Linked DNA regions of Callithrix jacchus: region 1 is linked to region 2. A link is a contact called in public Hi-C data. All regions are on one chromosome and are shown on one strand. Each heading gives the region's core, a stretch centred on a gene start, on an enhancer-like site or on the middle of the called end of the contact. The rest is flanking DNA. Distances are from core to core; before and after follow the strand shown. Region 1 overlaps SSC5D (scavenger receptor cysteine rich family member with 5 domains). Region 2 holds the start of ISOC2 (isochorismatase domain containing 2).

Region 1 (5,981 bases), core at 2,236-4,735, 57 kb before region 2:
CCAGGCTAGAGTACAGTGGTGCAATCTCAGCTCACTGCAACCTCTGCCTCCTGGGTTCAAGCAATTCTGCCACCTCAGCCTCCCAAGTAGCTGAGATCACAAGCGCCTGCCACCACGACCGACTTATTTTTGTATTTTTAGTAAGATGGAGTTTCACCTCTCGGCCAGGCTGGTCTCGAACCCCTAACCTTGTGATCCACCTGCCTCGGCCTCCCAAAGTGCTGGGATTATAGGCATGAGCACCGCACCCGGACTGGAATATTTTCTTAAGAGCAAGGGCCCTGAGTGCCAAGCATGTCCCACCACCCGTTCCCTTAGTGACCTGGGGCACACGACCAAACCTCTCTGTGCCTCAGTGCCCAGACCTGCAGAATGGGGATAAACACAGTAATTGCTCTCACTTGACAGGTGCTTCTCAAGAGCCGTCATAAGCACTGTCTTGGTACTAACGTATTCAATCATTACAGCGACCCCATGAGGTAGGTGTACTATTACTATCCCTTGTTTATAGCTGGAGAAGCTCAGACCCAGAGGTTAAGTAACTGGCTCATGTTCAGTCCCAGCAAGGACTCAAACTCAGGAATCTGGGCTGCGAAGCTCAGCTCCTCATCTGCTGAGCTGTGGTAACAGTACCCTCCTCGCAGGCACCCGTTAAGACAAGATGACATCATCATCCATGCAAAGCCCTTAAAACAGAGCCTGACACACAGGAACTGCCCAGTAAACATGAGCCATGCTGATCATGACGCACTCTTTCATTCAAAAGGCATTTGTTACTGAGTGTGTACTCTGCATCAGCCTCTGTCCTAGAAACTGAGCTTACATCTACGAACAAGGCCCGGTTTCTGCTCACGTGAAGCTTCATCACTGTCACGACCATCATCACCATCATCAGTACCATGGTCATCTTTACCACCACAGTCACCAGCGTCATCGTCATTACCATCATTGCCTCATCGCCGTGACCCTCCTTCACGGTCATCACCATCGTGATCACCTTTAACACCGCCATTGCCATCATGATGACCACCACTACCACCATCACTGTCACCATCACCGTCAGTGTGACCATCACCACCATGGTCACCCTTAGCACCATCATCATCATTATCACCATCACTGCCACCAGCACCATCATTATGATCACTGCCTCTTCACCATGACCATCATCAGTATAACCACCATCACCACCACCACCACCATCAGTATAACCACCATCATCATCACCACCATCAGCAGCAGCATACCCACCATCACCACCACCACCATCAGCAGCAGCAGCAGCATACCCACCATCACCACCACCACCACCAGCAGCAGCAGCATACCCACCATCACCATCACCACCACCATCAGCAGCAGCATACCCACCATCACCACCACCACCACCAGCAGCAGCAGCATACCCACCATCACCATCACCACCACCATCAGTATAACCACCATCATCATCACCACCATCAGCAGCAGCAGCATACCCACCATCACCACCACCATCAGCAGCAGCATACCCACCATCACCACCACCACCACCAGCAGCAGCAGCATACCCACCATCACCACCACCACCACCACCAGCAGCAGCAGCATACCCACCATCACCATCACCACCATCAGCAGCAGCAGCAGCATACCCACCATCACCACCACCACCATCATCAAGATCATTGCCTCATCACCATGACCATCCCCTCATGATCATCACCATTATTTCCTCCTCTTCATCATCATCACTGTCACCACCACCACCACCGTCTTACCATTATCATCACCATGATGATCATCATCCTATCATCATCACCATCAGGATCATCACCATCATAATCATCACCATCGCCAACACCACCTTGCATGGCTCCTGGGCTATTCACATACCAAGATCCAGCTTGTGATTCTCTCTCTCTAGGATTCCCCAAAAACACCATTCACACCTTGTTTTTAATTAGATATTTTGGTTTTCTTTTTCTTTTTCTGTCAGGAGTGTCTTAAACCCCTCAAATCCTGGAGAGGGTCACACATCTCCCCTCAGAGGCCTTTCCTCTTCCTCTGGGGTAGTGGTGGTTGGTGCAGGCATGGTGGGGGGCCAGGTCACCAGTCTCTTTATGGCCTCACCCAGTTGCCCCAGACCCTGGGCAGCCTCTACCAGCTGGGTCAGCCCCCGCAGCAGGGCTTGGTGCTCCTGCCGGTCCTGTTCCACAACCTGGGTCAGCCTCTGCAGCTGACCACCCACGTCCCTCACGGCGGCCACCAGTTCCACCAGGGCAGGTGGCTCACAAGCCATGACCCTTACAGGTGGTGTTGGGGCCACACATGGACCATGGGGGCCCGGGCTCTGACCAGGGGTTGGCCCTAGGGTGAGGTGGTCTAAAGGAGGTTGATCCAAGGGGTGGGCTATGGGGGAGAAGTGGGTGTCAGGGGGCACAGTGAGGTCAGAGGCTGAGTGTGGGGCATGGGTAGGTGGAGAGGTTAGGCTGGGGCTCTGGCTTCTGGATGACTTGAAGTCCTCAGTAGACAGTGGGTCTATGCTTGTGGCTGTGGAGGACCTGGAGGAGCTGGACTCCAAGGTTGGAGAGGGCTCTACAGTGGGCATTTGGAATGTGGAGGGGTGAGGAGCAACTGCTGTGAAGGTCAACTCGGGATGCAGACTGGGCCTGACTGTTGGTGCTGGAGTGGGAGAGGAGAGTTCTGTCCCAACGGAGGTTGGAAGGGACTTAGTAGTGATGACAGGGGTTGAGGAGGGGTCAGGAGTGGTAGTGGGGTGAGGGGTTGTGGTGGGCTGCATGGTGGTGGTGGGGTGAGGGGTTGTGGTGGGCTGCATGGTGGTGGTGGGGTGAGGGGTTGTGGTGGGGTCAGGAGTCGTGGTGGGGTCAGGAGTCGTGGTGGAGTGAGTGGTGGTGGCGGGTTGAGGGGTTGTGGTGGGCTGCATGGTAGTGAAGGGTTGGGTTGTCGTGGGGTCAGGAATCATGGTGGAGTGAATGATGGTGGTGGGTTGAGGGGTTGTGGTGGGATGAGTGGTGGTGGGGAAGTGAGGGGTTATGGTAGGGTGAGAGGTCAAGGTAGGGTGAGGGGTCATGGTGGGGTCATGGGTCCCGGTGGGATCAGGGGTAATAGTGGAGTGAGGGCTTGGGGAGGGGTCTGGGGATCTGGAATATTCTGAGACTGTACTGGGGTATGGAGTTGTGTCCAAGTCTGAAGTTGTGTCCGATTCTGGGGTCCGCTCTGAGGTAGGGGAAAGGCTGGTCACCTCCAGTGGTGTAGAAGGGTCAGCGGTGAACTCTTTGAGCAAGGTGGGTGGGGGCGTGGGTGACAGCTCCGGGGTCAGCGGTGGAGCCACACTGGAGTCAGGGGTGGACAAAGCAAAGTCGGGGCTTGTCAAGCTAAGGTCGGGGTTGGTCCGGGAGGCCGGGTCTGAGGTGGGTGAAGTGTCCGCAGGGTCAGAGGTCGCCTCGGGCGTTAAGGCTGAGCGGGGAGTGAGCTCTACACTGGAGTCAGAGGTCAGCGCTGGGCCTGGGGGTCCCGGAGAGGCGGAGGGACCTGTGGACGGGGTGGGGGGCGCTGTCCTGATAGCAGTGGGCCGCGGCGGCCTGCGCTCCGGCCACGGTTTCCTTGGGGAACCTGGAGGAGGAGGAGAAGGGAAAACAGACAGGCGGTCTGAGGTCAGCCGGCTCCGCCCACCCCGCGCCTCTCCCCGCCCCTCGAGCAGCCGACCAATGGAAAGCCGCAGAGCCTCGAGACGTCAAGGGTCACCGGCAGATTTTACCCGGCCCTGCGGCCCCTCCTCCCGGCTTCCTCCGATGTCTCCAGGCGCCACCTGGCGTCCTCCTCTGCTGGAGGATGCTCGGATGCTCCGGACGAGGGAATGTGGAGGGGTACGCAGGTTGCAGGAGAGGGTGCAGGAGGGTGAGGTGAGGGAGGGATGCAGGGATGCTGGGACCCGGGAGGAAGCAGGAGTGCTCAGAAGTGTGCAGCGTACGGGAGGATTCGCAGACAGCGGGGTCTGGGGGATGTGGGGAGCCGGGGGAGGCAGGGAGACCCAACAGGGCTCCGAAGGGTAATTTTAGTAATCAAGATAAATATCTTTATGGAATTTTTTATTTTTTAAGTTAAAGTCTGGCCGTATCGCCCAGGCTGGAGTAGAGCGGTGGCAAGATCATACTTCACTGTGATCTTGAACTCCTGTGTTCAAGCGTTTTCATGCAATATTTTTAAACAATAAAAATTAATGCAAAAGATCCACAGCTAACCAAAGATAACATTTTAACCAAAGACGGGACCCAACAGGGCCGGGATTAGGGTGAGCCCAGTGAGGTGGATAGGATCCTGTCTTCAGCTCATCATGGGTGGTTTTTTCCATTAATTTTTATTTTTAAAAATACTGTATTATGATATTATGTATCTTGATTTTGCTGTTTTTGGCACCCCCTCAAGTTTTGGGCCTGAGTAGCAGGAGGAGCCTCATCCTCTTCTGGGACTGGCTTCTAAGTGAGTGCCAGTTGTATCCCCATTTTACAGATGGAGGAAATGAGAGCGAGAGGCCACATGACTTGCCCAAGGTCACACAGACACAGCTTGCAAGTTGCAGGGATAAGACTTGAACCCAAGTTGTTTGCACATAGAGTCTAGGCAGTTAAATACCACATCCTCGGTGAGGGAATGTGCTATGATCCACAGTGCCAATACAGTAGCCACTGGCCACATGTGGCTACTGTGCCCTTGAAATGCGGCCAGTGTGAATGAGGAACTGAATGTTTCATTTAGAAAGTGTTGATTCATTTAAATGTAAACAGTCCCCTGTGTTCACAGCTACCGTATTGAACCCCGCAGATCTGCATATTTCCACGGTTCCTGCAGGGTCTTTGAGGGCATTCCTTCCCCACACTGTCCTTTGTTTGCAGGACTGGAGAAGTGGTTAGATAAAGCGCTTGTGCTCAAAGCCGGCTGTCCCAGTCTAGACCGCAGCTGCCTGGCTTCCTAGCTGGGTGACTGGCAAATCACTTCACTGATCAGATCTCAGTTTCTTCCCCACCTGTAGATTATAGATGACCAACGTATCTCCCTTGCAGAGTTGTCAAAAGGACTCAGGGAGATCATGGTTGTGCAAAGCACTTAGCTTAATGACTAGCATGGAATAAGCACTCTCATAATTACTGATGTTGTCAGAGTCATTGATACCTGTGCCTCAATTTCACTCATTTGAGAAATGGGCAAAATTATAGGTCTACATCATGGAGCTCAGGTAAATTTCTTCCATCCTTCCTTCCTTTTGTTCTTTTTCCCTCCCTCCCTCCCTCCCTTCCTTCCTTCCTTCCTCTCTTTCTCTCTTTCTTTGAGACAGTCTCATGTAGATCTCTCTCTCTCTCCTTTTTTTTTTCTTTTTGAGACAGAGTCTCCGTCTGTTGCCAAGGCTGGAGTGCAGTGTTGTGATCTCGGCTCACTGCAACCTCTGCCTCCAGGTTCAAGCAATTCTCCTGCCTCAGTCTCCCGAGTAGCTGGGATTACAGGCGCCCAACATCACGCCCAGCTAATTTTATTATTATTAGTAGAGCAGCAGTAGGGACGGGGGTTTCACTATGTTGGCCAGGCTGGTCTCAGACTCCTGACCTGAAGTGATCTGCCTGCCTTCGCCTCCCAAAGTGCTGGGATTACAGGCCTGAGCCATCATGCCTGGCCAAGCTCATGTAGACATTATATATATATATTTATATATAGTCTCTCTCTATATATATATATATTGCTTAGAATAGTGCCTAACATGGTGTATTTTGTTTAATAAATGTTACATGTTTTTTGTTATTATCTCAAGACTCTCCACTTAGGTAGATATTATAGGTGCTCAGATACCTAGAATGGTAATGGTTGTTAATTTTTCAGACCCAAGGTGCAGATAACTGCATTCATCGTACCCCTCAGTGCCCTGTAACCAGCAGTCCCTGCAGTGTCCCTCTTGTCTGACTTTTATTTCGAGCCTCCTTATCCCCAGC
Region 2 (6,771 bases), core at 784-3,283:
AGGGCCGACGCAGGAGGTCGCTGGAGTTCAGGCGTTAGAGACTACCCTGCTCACACCTGTCTCTGCAGGCAGTTCAGCCAGATCGAGGCCGCCACCCAGCGCTTGGCCCTATCCATCCTGTCCCAGGAGGGACCTCCCCAGAGACCCTCGCTCCGAAAGCCGCCCCCGCCGCCTCCGTCCCCCTTCCTGGGGGTGGCCTGTGCTGTGGCCCCCGCTGAGGTTCCCCACACCAGCCCCAGCCTGAGTCTGGCCGCCCTGGACACCTCTACCCTCGACCTCTTTGACAACATTTCGCTCACCCCAGAGTGTGCCTCAGTGCCATGGGACCCCTCCTCTAGCCCTGATGCTCCCTTGCCAACCCTGGGTCTGGCCTATCACGACCTGGGCCAGCCGGGCCAGAGGCAGCTCCCACATTTCTGTGGCCTCCTGACCCCTCCCCAGCATGCCCTGGGGGAAGAAGCAGAGCAGGTGGCTCCCAACTGGGGTTGGGTGGACTGGTGGGAGGTGCCTCATGCCTGGGATTCTCAGGGGATCCCCGAGGGCTGGGGGACCAGCTCCCCATGAGGTCAGTCACAACCCAGCCCAGAATCCAGGACAGGCCAGAGGCCCCTCCATGATAGCTCTCCAGCTCTCTCCGGGCCCCCAACCTGTCTACTCCCTTCCTGGCAGCCCCTGGGAAAATAAACCAAGCCCAGACCCCCACCTCAGACAACTGCCTCAGGGGGCTCCGCCTGGGCTCAGAGGCCCCACCTCCACCTCTTATGGGGGCCCTGTTCTTGCTCCCCACCTTCTCCCTTCCTTCTTCCCAGCCCCATCTTGGCATCCAGCCCTCGCATTCACCCGGCTCACCTCTGCCTAATGTCTGCTCTCCGCTCATTTATTCCCAAAGATGTATCAAGCGCCTACTGTGGGCCAGGCCCAGATCCAGGACTTGAGGATTCAGCAGTGAACGAGGCAAGTGGGAACCCTGCCTCGGGGAGCTCCCTTTCCTGTACGCATATGTGTGTTTTGGAGGGGAACTGACAATAAAAGAGTATATCCATGCGTTTTTCAAAAAGCAACATTCATTTCCAATTCAGACTGGAGTTATTCAAGAAAATAAAAACAAGGCTGGGTGCGGCGGCTCACACCTATAATCCCAGCACTTTGGGAGGCCAAGGCAGGCGGATCACTAGAGCCCAGGAGCTCAAGACCAGCCTGGGCAACAGAGTGAGACCTCCGTCTTTACAAAAAATTTAAAAAAAATTAGTCAGGTGTCGTGGCGCATATTCGTGGTTTATTCCAAGACAGAAGGGAAGTTCTCTCTTTCTCTCAACCACCATTTCCAAGGGCAGAATCTAAATTATTCTGAACACCACTGGAACGGGCAAGTGCTGCACAAAAGGGGAAACTGAGGTAGCACAGAGAACAAAGGATGAGGGGGGCATCTAATTCCTCACTTAATCGCTTCCTTAGCAGCCCCTTCCTGGAAAGTGCTTGGGTATCTTCGTAAGCCTCCGTTTCTTGACAGAAGGGCCAGGGTTCGAACCGCAGACCTGCCTCTACTCTGTGTAGGGCCCCTCTCTCTCTCCCGGCCTCTGCCATCTGCTCCGTGCAATGAGACCGGCCGAGACGCCCTCTCTCCGGCCGGGATCTGAGCCCTCGGAGACCACCGCGCGACTCCGCCCCGTCGGCCGCCACTCACGCCCTCTACGGCTCTCCATTGGCCGGACGCGCTGCTTCCCCGCCCCCTCCGCGCTGTAGCGAGCTAATCATTTTCTTGGGACTGATAGCGTTGCCGGCGCGGCCCCTCCCCCGGGGCGGGAGCAAAGCAGAGGCATATGCGGATTGGTTGAGAGGCGGGGGGGGCGGGGAGAGGCAGTGGCACATGCGGATTGGCCGGAGCGGGGGGTAGGAGGAGGAGGAGTAGGAGGAGGCGAGCATGATGAGTGTCGATTGGACGGCTCGGCCCTAAGTGGGCGGAACGCGGACGCTGCAGGGGGTGGGCCACGTGTCCAGCCCTAACGAAACGGTGACCCGCCCCAGGAAACCCGGGAGAGGCCTCAGAGTGGCTGTCCGAGCGCAGAGAGGTGAGGGTGCCCCCAGCCTCACGTGCGGAGGGGCCGTTCCAGGCCCGAACCCGGCACCTTCCGGGTAAGTCCTCTCGCTGCTGGCGCTTATTTGGAGACCGACCTTCACGCCTAGCAGATGGGGAAACTGAGGCTCTTCCCGGGCGTCCCCGGGCCAAGGTCACAGGACCAGAAAGAGGACTCCACCTGGCCCCGCCATAATTGGCTGGCCAGAGACTCAAACTGTCCCCCGGGTCGCTCTCGCCGCCTCTGTAACAGCCCTGCGGGGTGGGTAGGTTTAATCCCCATCTCTTCGACAGGGAAACTGAGGCTAAGACAGAGAGAAGCTTTCCCAGGGTCACAGAACCAGAAAGTCCGGGCTCCAAGGCTGGGTTTCCGAGACCTCGTGGGGAAGTAAACAGCCCTACCCCGCCCCCCTGTTACCGCCCACCTCCAGCCGTGCCTTGGGTACCCTCCACCCAGGCTGAATCTCTCCTCCTTCCCCAGGACACGCCCAACTCTCTCCAGCCCAGACCTCTCTCTCTCATAAACACCCACTCTCACCCCAATTTTTCACCTCCCCAAAACCAGTTTCCCTCTCCAGGATCCCCTATTAGTCTTCAGGTCATGCCCCTCGCCCAACCAGAAACTGGGGGCCTTCCTCCCCGACTTTCCCTGCAGCCCCACCTGTCCCTTCCTATCTCTCTCCCCTGTCCCACTGGACCCCAGCCCCAACCTCCTCCTCTCTGGCCTTTGTCTTCAGTCCAGCTGCGCCAGTGGGGCCATGAAGCCATCTTTGTATTTTGCAATTTGAAAACTTTTTATGGACTGATACCACATATACAGAAAATCATACGGTTTGCATATACACAGCTCAAATAAATGTTTACGAAGGGAGCACGCTGGTCTAAACAGTATCCAGGGCCGGGTGTAGTGGCTTACCCCTGTAATCCCAGCACTTTGGGAGGGTGAGGTGGGTGGACCACCTGAGATCAGGAGTTGGAGACCAGCCTTACCAACATCGAGAAATCCCATCTCTACTAAAAATACAAAATTAGCCGGGCATGGTGGTGGGTGCCTGTTCCCAACTACTCGGGAGGTTGAGGCAGGAGAATCGCTTGAACTTGGGAGGCGGAGGTTGCAAGTGAGCTGAGATCTCGCCATTGCATTCCAGCCTGGGCCACAAGAGTGAAACTTGGTCTCAAAAAAAAAAAAAAAGAAACAGTATTCAAAGAAAAAAGTCAAACACGCGCCGCATTCCAGGATCTCCCGCCATGGCCATTTCCATCACTGGTCCCTGGGCAACCACAGATCCGTTTTGCTGGGTTTGGGCTTCACATAAACCCTCGATTGTAGATAGCGTTGACTAGACAACCTGTTGCACATTGTGCAGAATTCAGAAGAGACAGAATAGGACCCAGTGAAAATCGAGGCTCCTGCACTCCGTTCCCCAGTGCCTGGTTCACCCACCTGTCTCCCGTTCCTTGTTTGCCAGAGATAGCAGATACAGATATATGCGACACAGACACATTTTCTCTCCCTTTTTTTTTCTGGCACAAAAAGGAGCATTCCATACACAGTGTTCTGCTTCTTTTTCACTTCTCTCAAACATGTTTTCATATGGTTACTTAAAGAGCTTCCTCGTAATTTTTCCTGGCTTGCAAGGAATACCAGAGTGTAGTTATGCCGTGACTTACATAACCGGTATCCGAATTGTGGACATGGATACTTCCTTCTGCACCTTTGCTCTGGGGAAGAGTCCTGTAATGACTAACCTTGTGTCGTTGCTAAATGCTTAGGAGCAACTTCTGCGTTCAGAGGCTTTGTGTATTCATCATTTTGAGAAATGTGTCTGCTCCGCTCTCCCTAGGAGTTGTTGCAACCCACACTCCTGCCAGGCCAGGGGGGAGCTCCTGGGTGCTACAGATGCCTGTCCTAGGCTTTTGGACATGCCGACCCCCAGATGGCCCCTCCATGGCTCCCCACTGCCCTCAGCAGAGAGGCTCCAGGGCCCTTGTGACCCACCTGTCAGATCTCCAGCTTCTGGTTCCCTCAGAACCATCCTTTGGGGTCTGGGTGTCCCAGGTCCTGCCTGCTGCTCAGGGGAGGAAGAATTAGCACATGAGTGGGCCTGAGAGGGTCACTCCAGGGGGAGGAAACGGCAAGGGCTGTTGTAGAGGCAGAGGCGGATGTGGCTGGGCTGTGTGGGGAGAAAGGGGGCATCTGCATCTTAGTCCTAAGGACAGAGAGAAGCCACAGGGAGTTTGAGACCGGGTAGTAATAGTCAGCTTTGTGTTTTCTAAAAAGATCTTTTTTTTCTTGAGACAGAGTCTCGATCTATCACCCAGGCTGGTGTGCAATGGCGTGATCTCAGCTCACTGCAACCTCCACCTCCCAGGTTCAAGCGATTCTCCTGCCTCAGCCTCCTGAGCAACTGGGATTACAGGCACCCACCACCATGACTGGCTAATTTTTTTGTATTTTTAGTAGAGACGGGGGTTTCACCATGTTGGCCAGGCTGGTCTCAAGCTCCTGACCTCGTGATCCACCCACCTTGGCCTCCCAATGCTGGGATTACCACCGCGGCTGACCTCGAAAAGATCATTTTTCTGTCTTCAATTCCTCTGGGAGAACATAGCAGCCCCTGCCAAGCTAGATCTGGCTCCCTGGAAATCTCAGCACTTATCACGGTTGTAATTATGTGATTAATTCACTGTGGCTTTGTTACAGAGGGAGTTTCCATTCCATTTTATTTAATGAGCTAAAATTTGCACAACATAAAATTCACCATTTTAGCCATTTGTTCGTTTTTAAATTTGAGATACAGTACACATAGAAAACATTTACTGTGGTAGATAGATTTTGTTCAAAGAATAATAGGCAAAGCGCGGTGGCTCGCGCTTGTAATCCCAGCACTTTGGGAGGCTGAGGTGGGAGGATCGCTTGAGCCCAGGAAGTTGAGGCCAGCCTGGGCAACATAGTAAGACCCTGTCTCTAAAAATTTAAAAATACAAAAATTAGCCAGGTGTGGTGGCATGCACCTGTAGCTCCTTGGGAGGCTGAGGTGGGATGATCACTGGAGCCCAGGAGTTGAAGGATGCAGGGAGCACTCCAACCTAGGTGACACCATGAGACCTTGTCTCAAAAAAAGAAAGAGAAAAATAATACAGCAGTTTGGGAGGCCAAGGCAGGAGCATTGCTTGAGGCCAGGAAGAGAGAGAAGGAAAGAGAATGAATACCAGTGTCCTCACTACCCAGCTTTGGAAAGCGCAGCTCCTTGTGAGCCCTGCCTCCCTCAGCTTCCCGGAACACCTCCTGTCTGGCTTCCAATGAGCCTATAGGGTCTCCCATTTCGCTGGCGAATTAATGAATAAATGAGTGAGTACCAACAAATCGTACACACAGACGGCGAGACAGCTACAGACAAAAGCCCAGCCCGAACGCGGGGACCCAGAAACACAAGCGTCCTAGGGACACAGGCCGAGGCATGCTGGCACAGGGCCCCTGCGGTGTAGGCGCGCTGACGGTGGAGATGCTCTGGCCAACTGGAAGTCAGGTGTGCCCTGCATGGCTGCAGGACCTAGGGCAGGTTAACGGGCCCTCCGGGTCGAGGTTTCCTCCCCTGCAAAAGAGTCACTGGCCAGGGGGCTCCAGCGGCCTGTCCTTTTTCTTTTTCTTTGTTTATTGTGGTAAAATGCACTTAACATAAAACATACCCTTTTAGTCATCTGGAAACGCACAGTGGAGTGGCATTCATAGGGTCATGATGTGCAGCTGTCACCACGGAGCGCCTGAGCCTTTTCACCATCCCAAACGGAAACGCTACGCCCCTCAGCAGTCACCCTGAACTCCTCCCTGCCACAGCCCCTGGCAGCCACCCATCTGCTTTCTCTTTTTTTTTTTTTTTGAGACAGAGTCTCACTCTGGAGTGCAGTGGTGCGATCTCGGCTCACTGCAACCTCTGCATCCTGGGTTTTTAGCTGTTCTCCTGCCCCAGCCGCCCGAGTAGCTGGGATTACGGGCGTGCAGCACCACGCCTGGCTAATTTTTGTATTTTTAATAGAGATGGGGTTTCGCCATATTGGCCAGGTTGGTCTTGAACTCCTGAACTCAGGTGATCTGTCTGCCTCGGCCTCCCAAAGTGCTGGGGTTACAGGCCTGAGCCATGGCACTCTGCCTCATCTACCTTCTGTCTGCAGATTTGCCTGTTCTGGGCATCTCAGGTAAATGGGATGGCACACACTGTGGCTTTTGTGTCGAGGTCTGTCCATGCTGTGGCCTGTGCCAGGACTTCCTTTCCACAGCTGAAGAATATGGCCTCAGTTTCCTCTTGGGGCAGGGTGAGGATCAGAATGGACCCTTCGTTCAGGACTCCCTGGGGTGTGGGCTGGCGAGATGCAGGAGGACGCCCAGCAGAATCTCCCGTTTTGGGGATGATGGTAATCGGGATCACGAAGCACTCGACGAGCACAGTCCCCACCTAAGAGAAGGCAGGAGCGGGAGCGGAACACCCAGAGCCACGTGTGGACGTGGCCCAGAAGGCTTCCCAAGAAGTCACCTCCCTGCCGAACAGGACAGAAATAACAAAGCCCATCCCAGACCGGGGGAACAGCAGACGCAGAGCCCTGGAGGTGGGAAGAAGGTTGGCATGGGCCCTGCAAGGCTCTGAGTGCAAGGACCCTGGATGCCAACTGAAAATGCTGGGAGGAGCCCTCAGGCCTGA

Evidence for each region. Hi-C and Micro-C count contacts between places; a contact is called where the count stands out from the background.
Region 1: a contact with region 2 is called in a Hi-C map of skeletal muscle, with 2.1 times the contacts expected there. The contact joins the enhancer-like site here to the promoter of ISOC2 in region 2. A contact is called at or near these places in 2 of 3 Hi-C or Micro-C datasets (both in skeletal muscle).

Annotation. Positions count from the first base shown.
Region 1 is chr22:48,385,800-48,391,780 of calJac240_pri, reverse strand. It overlaps SSC5D (scavenger receptor cysteine rich family member with 5 domains), which reads right to left. Exons shown (of 12, transcript XM_054249524.2): 12 at 1,936-3,615. The coding sequence ends at 2,012. Among named protein-coding and RNA genes, the nearest start is that of SBK2, 16 kb to the left of the region's middle. Within about 2 kb of position 3,485, at least 14 of the 16 cell types and tissues checked have an H3K27ac peak or open chromatin away from gene starts, as enhancers often do. A contact at or near this core is called in skeletal muscle, where this site is marked.
Region 2 is chr22:48,327,055-48,333,825 of calJac240_pri, reverse strand. It overlaps ISOC2 (isochorismatase domain containing 2), which reads left to right and starts at 2,033. Exons shown (of 5, transcript XM_078360928.1): 1 at 2,033-2,133. It overlaps C22H19orf85 (chromosome 22 C19orf85 homolog), which reads left to right. Exons shown (of 2, transcript XM_035287534.3): 2 at 69-1,044. The coding sequence ends at 564.